Linked DNA regions of Mus musculus: regions 2 and 3 are each linked to region 1. A link is a contact called in public Micro-C and promoter capture Hi-C data. All regions are on one chromosome and are shown on one strand. The core of a region is the stretch at or near the end of the contact, and the rest is flanking DNA. Distances in the headings are between cores, read along the strand shown.

What was found. A called contact is a pair of places that touch in the nucleus more often than the background predicts. Capture Hi-C pulls out chosen DNA fragments and counts their contacts.
Region 2: a contact with region 1 is called in a Micro-C map of embryonic stem cells, with 2.7 times the contacts expected there. The contact joins the promoter of Adamts15 here to the promoter of St14 in region 1. A contact is called at or near these places in 1 of 484 Hi-C or Micro-C datasets (embryonic stem cells) and 1 of 9 other capture datasets (adipose tissue).
Region 3: a contact with region 1 is called in a promoter capture Hi-C map of adipose tissue. The contact joins the promoter of Adamts8 here to the promoter of St14 in region 1. A contact is called at or near these places in 1 of 39 promoter capture datasets (neural stem cells), 5 of 115 datasets of contacts at active chromatin or transcription factors (embryonic stem cells and stem cell-derived neural progenitor cells) and 2 of 9 other capture datasets (adipose tissue and pancreatic islet).

Annotation. Positions count from the first base shown.
Region 1 is chr9:31,130,395-31,133,260 of GRCm38.p6, forward strand. St14 (suppression of tumorigenicity 14 (colon carcinoma)) reads right to left here and starts at 1,405. Exons shown (of 19, transcript NM_011176.4): 1 at 1,152-1,405. The coding sequence starts at 1,232.
Region 2 is chr9:30,921,069-30,923,934 of GRCm38.p6, forward strand. It overlaps Adamts15 (a disintegrin-like and metallopeptidase (reprolysin type) with thrombospondin type 1 motif, 15), which reads right to left and starts at 1,384. Exons shown (of 8, transcript NM_001024139.1): 1 at 213-1,384. The coding sequence starts at 1,169.
Region 3 is chr9:30,941,131-30,943,996 of GRCm38.p6, forward strand. It overlaps Adamts8 (a disintegrin-like and metallopeptidase (reprolysin type) with thrombospondin type 1 motif, 8), which reads left to right and starts at 1,432. Exons shown (of 9, transcript NM_013906.3): 1 at 1,432-2,471. The coding sequence starts at 1,707.

The sequences.
Region 1 (2,866 bases), core at 155-2,654:
GTGGCCTAAACAGGAGACTGAGTTCAGTCACCAGAGGACCCACTTTCAATATCAGCACCCGTCTTCGAAAGGGAAGTCTGGAAGGGCAAACCGAAAATGAGAGAAAAACAGATGAAGGTCAAACACCAAGCGGCAGGCTACCTGCGGAGGAGGCACGAGTTCCAAGCAGGCAATTACTAAGGACTCGCAAACACCCCAATCACAGAAAGAAGGAGAAGGCGGCAGCAGGTGGCATCTCACTGCAGGGCAGAAGCACAGGTTGCGGGGACTCTGTTACAAGGGGTGAGAAGTGAAGTCCCAGCTCACGGTCCCCCGAGATCTGGTCTTCTCCAAGTCAGCAGAGAAGGAGTGCATGAAAAAGCGGCGGAAGGGGAGGCTCGGCTCCAGGAAACTGCCTCTGCCAGAGCAACAAGCCTCGCTCACCAGCCTCTAGCTGCGGTTCAGAAAAAAGCCTGGCCGCTAGTCCCACCAGAGCACGGCGCCACCACTACCCCACGACCCGTGTGTGTCTTTCAGGATAACTAACGCCCTCCCCCACTGTGTGCAGCAAAGTGAAATGCTTCTGAGGTCTTTCAAGAGACTTCTCAGGCTTCTGCTTCCCGCTTACTAAAGGCTTCTTCCAGAAGGCTCAGGACACATGCTTCACCACTACCCAGACAGCCACCTTCTCAAGGGCTCCACACTCTGTGTGGACAAAGCTCTGCTCTGAGTTCAACCCTTACAAAAGATCCAAAGCGCCTTTGACCAGGAAGACTAAAACGAGTTTGTGCAGAGGCCAAGGACAGACAAGTCTCCAACTTGTCCTTGCCATAGCCCAGGTCACCCACTCGGAGCACTGATTGATAGCCCAGAGCAATGGTGACCCCCACGGAGATCCTGCCAGCCCCAACCCCGACGCCTCCGGGCCCTACGGCTTCCCACCTCCTCAGTGCCCAGCGCGAGGCAGGTCTGGGACCGAGGTCCGACCGGCCCCGCCCTGCCACCAGCGGCCAGGCACCCACCGAACAGGAAATTCCACCTGTGCGCCCGAGCTCCGGCCACCCACGAGCCGTAGAGCGGAGCTCGGGCGAAACCGAGGGCCCCGCGCAGGCGACGCTGCGCGCGGATCAGAACTGTGGACGCCCGACCCCGGGTCCCCAGCCCTCGCCCACCTCTAGCCGGGAGTTGTACTTGAGTCCCGCGCCGAAGTCCTGAGAGCCCCCTCCGGCCTTGCGGCCCCGATTGCTACCCATGGTTTTGGCGGTCCGATCGCCGGTCTCAGACGCGTGGTCCCTCCGGGCAGCCGTCTACCATGGCCCGCGGGGTGTTGGGGACACGAGGGACGAGGGGGACGAGGTGAGGCACGGGCCAAGTTCCGGGGCAGGCCCAGCGCGCCCGGCCCGCGGCGGAGGCTCCAGTTCTCATCCTTCCTCCCAGCTCAGGTAGTTTCAGGGTGTGGCCTCCAGGGTCGCCCCGCCCCTCCAGCCAGCCAGCACCGGCGCCCGCACACCTGTTGCGGCCGGTCCCGCCTTCCGCCACGCCCCCAGGAAGCTCTTTCCCTCCCGCCAGAACCCCGAAAAGGAGCACCACAGAGTTCTGGCTCTTTCTTCCTCTTTGTCACGGGTGGCTCTTTCTCCTGGAGCACAGCCCTTCAGTCCGGTCCTTTGATACTGGCCATCTCTCCACCATCTTTAATACAATTTTAATCTCTCTCCCGTGGATCTTTCCCTACAATCAATCATGTTACCAGATGCCTGTGTCTCCGTTATTGTCCCTTCAAAACCGTAGCCAGCTGTTGTTAAGACCAGGCCTTCCTCCTGTGTCATGTCCCCTCCTGGGGACAGTAGCAGCCTCTTCTTCGCTGTCAGAGCCACTGACAGTGGCCTGTGCCCAGAGAAATGATTGCAGGTCCCCAGAGTCTTTCTCCAACTATTTGCAGCATCAGATACTGACTGCACATCCCGTCTTGAAAAGCGTCTTTTCTGTATTTTCGTAATCCTTTCTGACCTCTAGACTAGATCGCTAGTCAACCTCCTCCCTTTTTTCTACACTCCCTTCCTTTAATTTGTTGTTATTGTTGTCGTTGTTTATTTGCGTGTTTGAGAACAACTTGCGAGATACTTGGTCTCTCCTTGCACCTTGTGGGTTCTAGGGATGGAGAATCATCAGGCTGGGCAGTAAGAGCCCTTACTGGCTCAGTCATCCTGCAGGACCCACACTTTCCTTCTTTAAGGATACGTGCCTTCCCAGCACAGGCACCAAAGGTGTTCCCCACCTGGGTATTTCTCTGCTGATATTCTGCAGTCTTGATTAGTGAACCAAAACTCCTGAGCTCATAGTATGTGCTGTCCTAGCTCTTGGGAAACAAGAATGAGCAAAATGAAATTTTGCTCCTTTGAACTCCTACTTTGAAATTAACAAGCCCCAAGTTTCTACCTAGAACCCAGCCCTTCTTAAAATAACATAAATCTCTATGAGTCTGTGTCCCACAGCAGCTACAGCAAGCAGAGCCCCCTGCTGATGTATTCTGGAGATAAGTGATGTAACAACTCTGGTGATATTAGACCAAAGAGAGTCTACTGACACAGACTCGTCCTCCCTGTGAGCCAGGACTGGGTCTTTCTGTCTCTCTATCATTGCACTACTGTGTCTCACTGACCGGAGTCTTCCAAGTCTAAGTTATGTGAGTGTGATGCACAGGGAAATAAATTTGCCACTATACTGCATGCAAAGAATTCCAAAGCCAAATGGAGCATATTGAAAAATAACTCCCTGCTTTGGATTACCACTGGCACAAACACCCTTTAATTAGTGAATGACTGAAAGTTAGCCTGATTCGAGGCAGCAAAGACTAGAAGGGACTTGTGGCTCTGGACCTGCTATTCTG
Region 2 (2,866 bases), core at 134-2,633, 210 kb before region 1:
ACCTCCCCAGAAGCACATGAGATGGAGCTCTGCTGAGCCTAGGAGAGGACTCTGTATAGAACTTCCAACGCTAGAATTCGAAAGGAACCAATTTAAAGGGGGCATTGGGTGGCACAAAGGGGCTTTGGAGATCTAAACTCAATGATCCAAAAAAAAAAAAAAAAAAAAAAAAAAAATGGGGTTGCATCCAAAGAGGTGACAGATGAACTCACCTGTCTGGTGAAGAGGATGGCTGTGTCCCAGTACTCAGGGTGCTTATCGCTCACTTTGTTCAGCTTTTTCTGCCAGGCACAGAAGTTGCGCAGAGTCAGGGCCGCGTTGCCTGTGACCTTGGGCCCAGTGTCACGATCTCCTAAGAGTAGCACCTTGACCACCACGATGTTGATAGGGTTGAGGATGCTGGGGTGGCGGTAGAGTCGCGCCGCCGTGGCCAGCAGCGTCAGTAGATAATGTTCCAAATCCGCGCCGTGAAACTTGACCATTGACTCGTCCGCCACCACCAGTGTCTCCACGTACCGTGGTATAGACACGAAGCGCTTGGCGCGCCCAGACCTGCGGCGGTTGTGGCTCTCCCCCGCGCCCGTCCGCCGTGGCTTATAAGGGTCCAGAGCCCTCAGGATGGCGGGGTTCCAGCCCGAGGCCACCCCGCAACGAGAGGTGGGGTCTCCGGAAGGCCCTACAGGAGCACCCCGGCGCTGGAGAAGGTGTGCGCCCTGGCTGTGACGCTGCGCCTCTGGCGCGCTGGTGTTGGGCAGAGGGCTAATGACATACTCCGCACCTCGGTAGCCAAAGGCTCCGCGGAGACCCCCGCATAGGCTCACAGCAGCAAAGGAGTCTGGCTCCGCGTTCACATACCCGGAATAGAAGCAGCGTCGCAGGTCTAGAGAGCTGCCAGTGAGCCTCTGCAGCGGGACACCTAGATACTCAGTAGCAAAGGCGGGAGCCAGGAACTGGGCATCTGGCGTCAGGTGTAGATAAAAGTCCTGCTGAAAAGCTGTGATCTGAAAAATGAGACCCTGATCCCCGGAGTCCTCCGTACCCCTCCTGTAGTAGTGGCGGCCATTGATGTCCGGGTCCCGTCGGATTGGAACGACCACCTCCCACTCTGGCTCGGAGCTGCCAGCAGGTCGCCAGGCGAGAGCCAGGATTGAGATGCCCAGTAGAAGCATGGCGCCGGGCCGCGCACAGACGCGCTCTGGGATGGGACTTAGCCCGGCTCCCACGGCAAGCACTGTCCCCTTGTAGCCCACACACCAACGCCCGGGACAATGGGCAGTTCCCAGAAAGGACAGCCAACCAAGTCCGCGAGACTCCTCCCAGAGCAGCGAGCGTGCACAGGGCAGCCCGCGCCTCCTACCTGTTCCTCCCTGAGCAAAGCGCGCTCTGGGAGCTTTAGTACGGTCGCTGTCAAGTGCACAGCCGAAAATTTGCCGTGGAGAAGTGACGCGAGGTGGCGGGCTGCTTCGCGAACCGCAGCCGCTAGCGGTGCAGCAAACTAGGCGCTGGGCGAGCCTATTAAAGGCCCCCTCCTCTTTGGACTGCCCAGTCAGCGCCCCTCCCCTAACTCCCCTCCCAGCCTCCCAGAGCTCGCTGCCTGGAGCCTCCAGGGGCCACTGGAGAACTCGGTCCCGCCTCCTGAGCAAGAGCCACTTGGCGGGGAGGGAGTGGCGTTATGCCGAGGCAGGAGGCGTGGGCTGACCTAAGAAACGAACGCTGGAGCCTATTCACGTTTTTTGCGCTAGGTACCCCAGTGCGGAGATGCATCAGTTACTACTGCCTGGGTGGACATCTGTGAGCTCTCTGGGTCTTAGCCTTCCCAAGGCAGCTGGGTCCAGGAGTCTGGAACCAAGACAGCACTGACCTCTTTTTCCAGGCCCACCTCTTTCCTCCAGTTGCAACAACCCCCACCCTGCTTCTTAACCATCAAGTCTCCAAAAGGACCTCAAACCGAGGAGGGCCCTTTAAAGGTCCTAGTGTTGGGAGAACAACCTCCGAGAAACACAGCCAGCCCTTCTTGAACCCAGACCCCACACAGGCTGCCCTGTGGGGTTAGCACTGTGTTGGATGGGCTAGACAGACTGCCAGGTTTCAGTAATTCTGCCAGGCAGATGTTAAATGCAGCCATTATTTAAAACTAAATTACATAAGCTTATAATTAAATAAGTTATATTTTAAAATAAAGATGATAAACTCTCAAAACTCCATCTCTTCCTAATTATCTGATGGCTGCCTCTGGTCTTGAGCCACTGAGACCCTCAACCCTTCCCCCTCCCCCAAGCCCAAAGCTCCCAGAGAAGAGCAGAGGAAGATGGGAAAGCAAACAGCCTTCTACTTAGTATCTCCATCAACCCATACAGCCACATAGCAATTGGCTTTCAAAACAGGTCCTGGTGAAGTTACAGCTAATGCTGGTTATCAGGGCTTGAAGAGAGGAGGCAAGCCCTTAATAAGCATTTATTAGCATCCTAGTGCCTGAAAGAAATAGCCAAGCAAATGCAGGTTGTCTTCTAGCAGGGAGAGTCAAGGGACTGGTGGGCAATGGAAGGCAGGCCATGTGCCCTTAGTATGTATTTTGATCCTTACCCAAGTATAGGGCAAGGCACTGGAGTGGGAGAGTGGGTGCAGATCAGCTGGAGAAAGCACAATCACGTTGTAAAGTTGCCATCCAGCTTGGAGAGAAGGCTGGGCACCAACTGATACATCGTGGCACTAGACCTCAAGGTTCTCATATCCTTGCAGAATCTGGAACTGGAGCTATATAGCTCAGTGGTTCAGAGCCCTTGCTTGTTCTTGCGGAGAACCCAGGTTCAGTTCCCAACACCCATAGTGGCTCACAGAAATCCATAACTCCAGCACGTGAGGATCT
Region 3 (2,866 bases), core at 182-2,681, 190 kb before region 1:
GGGATTGCTCATTTAACCGTACAGGTCACACTGTCCCAGGGATATTAAACTGTTGAGGGATGAGCATCTTGTTCATTTTTGGTAGAAAACAGAGATGCTTTCCATTCCCCTGCCTCTAGGAGTGTTTTACCCAAACTTCCAATTCTCTATACAGCAAAGGAAGGAGATTCAACCACTCCTTTGCAGTCCTATAAAAGTGGAGAGAGCTTGCGGTGCTGGGGCCTTTCCTTAGGTTCTGTAGTGACACAAGTTAATTTAAGAGACTCCTCTTTGTAGGTAACAAGTCCCAAGGAGTCTTTTGCATAGGCCAATCCTTCACAGCTACAGAAATGGATTGGATCGGCCAAACGAAGTAAGAATGACTCAACTGTAGGCACCCTCACATAAGCAAAGAGCTGCGTAGTTGGGGGTAGGTGAGCTGCCAAATGCTGTATCCTCCATGATTGTCTCAGAAAAGACACAGGGCGAGGGGCTAGGACTTGTTCTGGTACTGAGAGAACGTTGATTCTGAATCCAATCTAGACCTGCACCGGTAATACTAGAGTGGATACAAAGATTGTGGTTTGTGGTCTTAAGACGGTCATCACTCTTGCTGGATCCCACTCTCTTCTGTAGGAAGGTGGCAGAGTGAATTATCTCCCCACATATTTAGATGTATTTGGAGCTGTGGGCAATACAGTATAAGGGACCTGGCCACCTTTCCCCGTGTCAGCAAGGCAACTGGCAGAGCTGTGCATCAGAAGACAGACTGGTGAAGTACTTCCTCCCATAGGAAACGAGAAATGTAGTGGTATTGAATCCATTTTACTTTCCTGGTAGTAGCCTCTCACTACCCCCACTATGCTCAGAAGCAAGCAACAAAACAACCTTGACCAGGTGGCATTTTTAAAGTTCTGAAGTGCTCCTAATGGACAGCGTGATTCCAGTATGACTTTCCTACCTCTCACTTTGTATTTGACCATTAAAGGCTTTGGAACCTTCCCACAAACCTCTTTTAACACTGCCAGGTTTGTACAAAAATCTGCATACTGTCTCTGAGGCCAGAGCAGGGTGTGTCTGTCCCCAGCACCTGGCTCTTGCACAAGAAGAAGCCAGTGTCTCTCCCATCTAGGACTCGCCTTCAGGGGGACTGTCCAGCATTACAGGAATTGGCATGGGTCTTCACGTAGTCACGTAAAAAGGAAAAAAAAAAAAAAAGCTGTAGTTGACACTTAACTACTTAACTATCGGGAGGGGCTCACTGACTCCTGATTGGTTTTACATTTCATCCCTTTTTTTTCCCCTCCTCTCCTTTTCTGTTTCTGTCTCTGACCCCAGGGGAGGGGAAACGGGAATAGTGAGCGATCAAAAATAAACCTCTTATGTCAAAGCCGGGAAGGAAGTATAAATACGAAGGGCTCGGCAGCCCACTCGGTGTTTCCCGAGGAAGGAGGCGACTGCACGGGACGCCGCGGAGGACGCGCGCTCGCGGCCCGGGGCGCCAGCTGCTCGAGTTCTGCTAGGTTGGCTGGCGCAGGAGGAGCGGGCTGCGCGATCCAGAGGGGCCGCCAGGGGACCGCCGCGCCTGCTGCCGCTAGCCGAGTCGGCCTCCCCATCCGATTGATCATTTTTCCTGGACAGAGCGGCCCGGCCGCCTCGGGCCACCAGCACCTGCCCGCGCGCGGCGATCTTCTTCCCTCTCCCGCGCTCCGCAGCACTCTGCCCCCATGCTCCGCGACCCCACCACCACCGGGTGGCCGCCCCTCCTGCTGCTGCTATTGCAGCTGCCGCCGCCGCCACTCGTCTGCGGCGCCCCGGCGGGGCCGGGAACCGGGGCGCAGGCCTCGGAGCTAGTGGTGCCCACGCGGTTGCCCGGCAGCGCGAGCGAGCTCGCCTTCCACCTGTCCGCCTTCGGCCAGGGCTTCGTGCTGCGCCTGGCGCCTGACGCCAGCTTCCTGGCGCCGGAATTCAAGATCGAGCGCCTCGGGGGCTCGAGCGCGGCGGCCGGGGGCGAGCCGGGACTGCGTGGCTGCTTCTTCTCTGGCACAGTGAATGGAGAACGGGAGTCGCTGGCGGCGATGAGCCTGTGTCGCGGGCTGAGCGGCTCGTTCTTGCTGGCAGGCGAGGAGTTCACCATCCAGCCACAGGGCGCTGGGGACTCCCTGGACCAGCCTCATCGCCTGCAGCGCTGGGGGCCGGGACAGCGCCGCGAAGACCCCGGGCTCGCTGCCGCCGAAGTTTTCCCCCTCCCTCAAGGACTGGAGTGGGAGGTGGAGATGGGTAATGGGCAGGGACAGGAGAGAAGTGACAACGAAGAGGACAGGAAGCAGGACAAGGAGGGGTTGCTCAAAGAGACAGAAGACTCCCGCAAAGTGCCACCACCCTTCGGATCCAAAACTAGAAGCAAGAGGTTTGTGTCCGAGGCTCGCTTCGTGGAAACACTTCTGGTGGCTGATGCGTCCATGGCTGCCTTCTATGGGACCGACCTGCAGGTAGGACCTTCCGCAGACCCTGACTAACAGTCTATTGCCTCTCGATGGTTTTCAATTCTTCCCTTCCCACGGGGGGGGGGGGATCCCTCGCGCTCCCAAGCCCAACCCCAAAGGGGACTTTCTTCTTTCTGAGAAACAGCAGTAACTCCATTAGCTTCTGCCTTCCCGGCTTCCTACTTCCCAATCCCTAAATCCCTTCCAATTTACAGTAGAGGCGCTGGCTCTGTCTCTTCCCAGCATCCTGAGTCTTCCACAGTTCCCAGGCACCTGCTTCTCCCAAAGGGAGATTAAAAACTGCTAAAGAGCCCTGTCCTTCCTGGTCCTGCTTCCCGCAATTCTCTACTATCTGAGACTCTCTGAGACTTCCTAGGAGAGGAAGCTGGGCTGGGACAAGG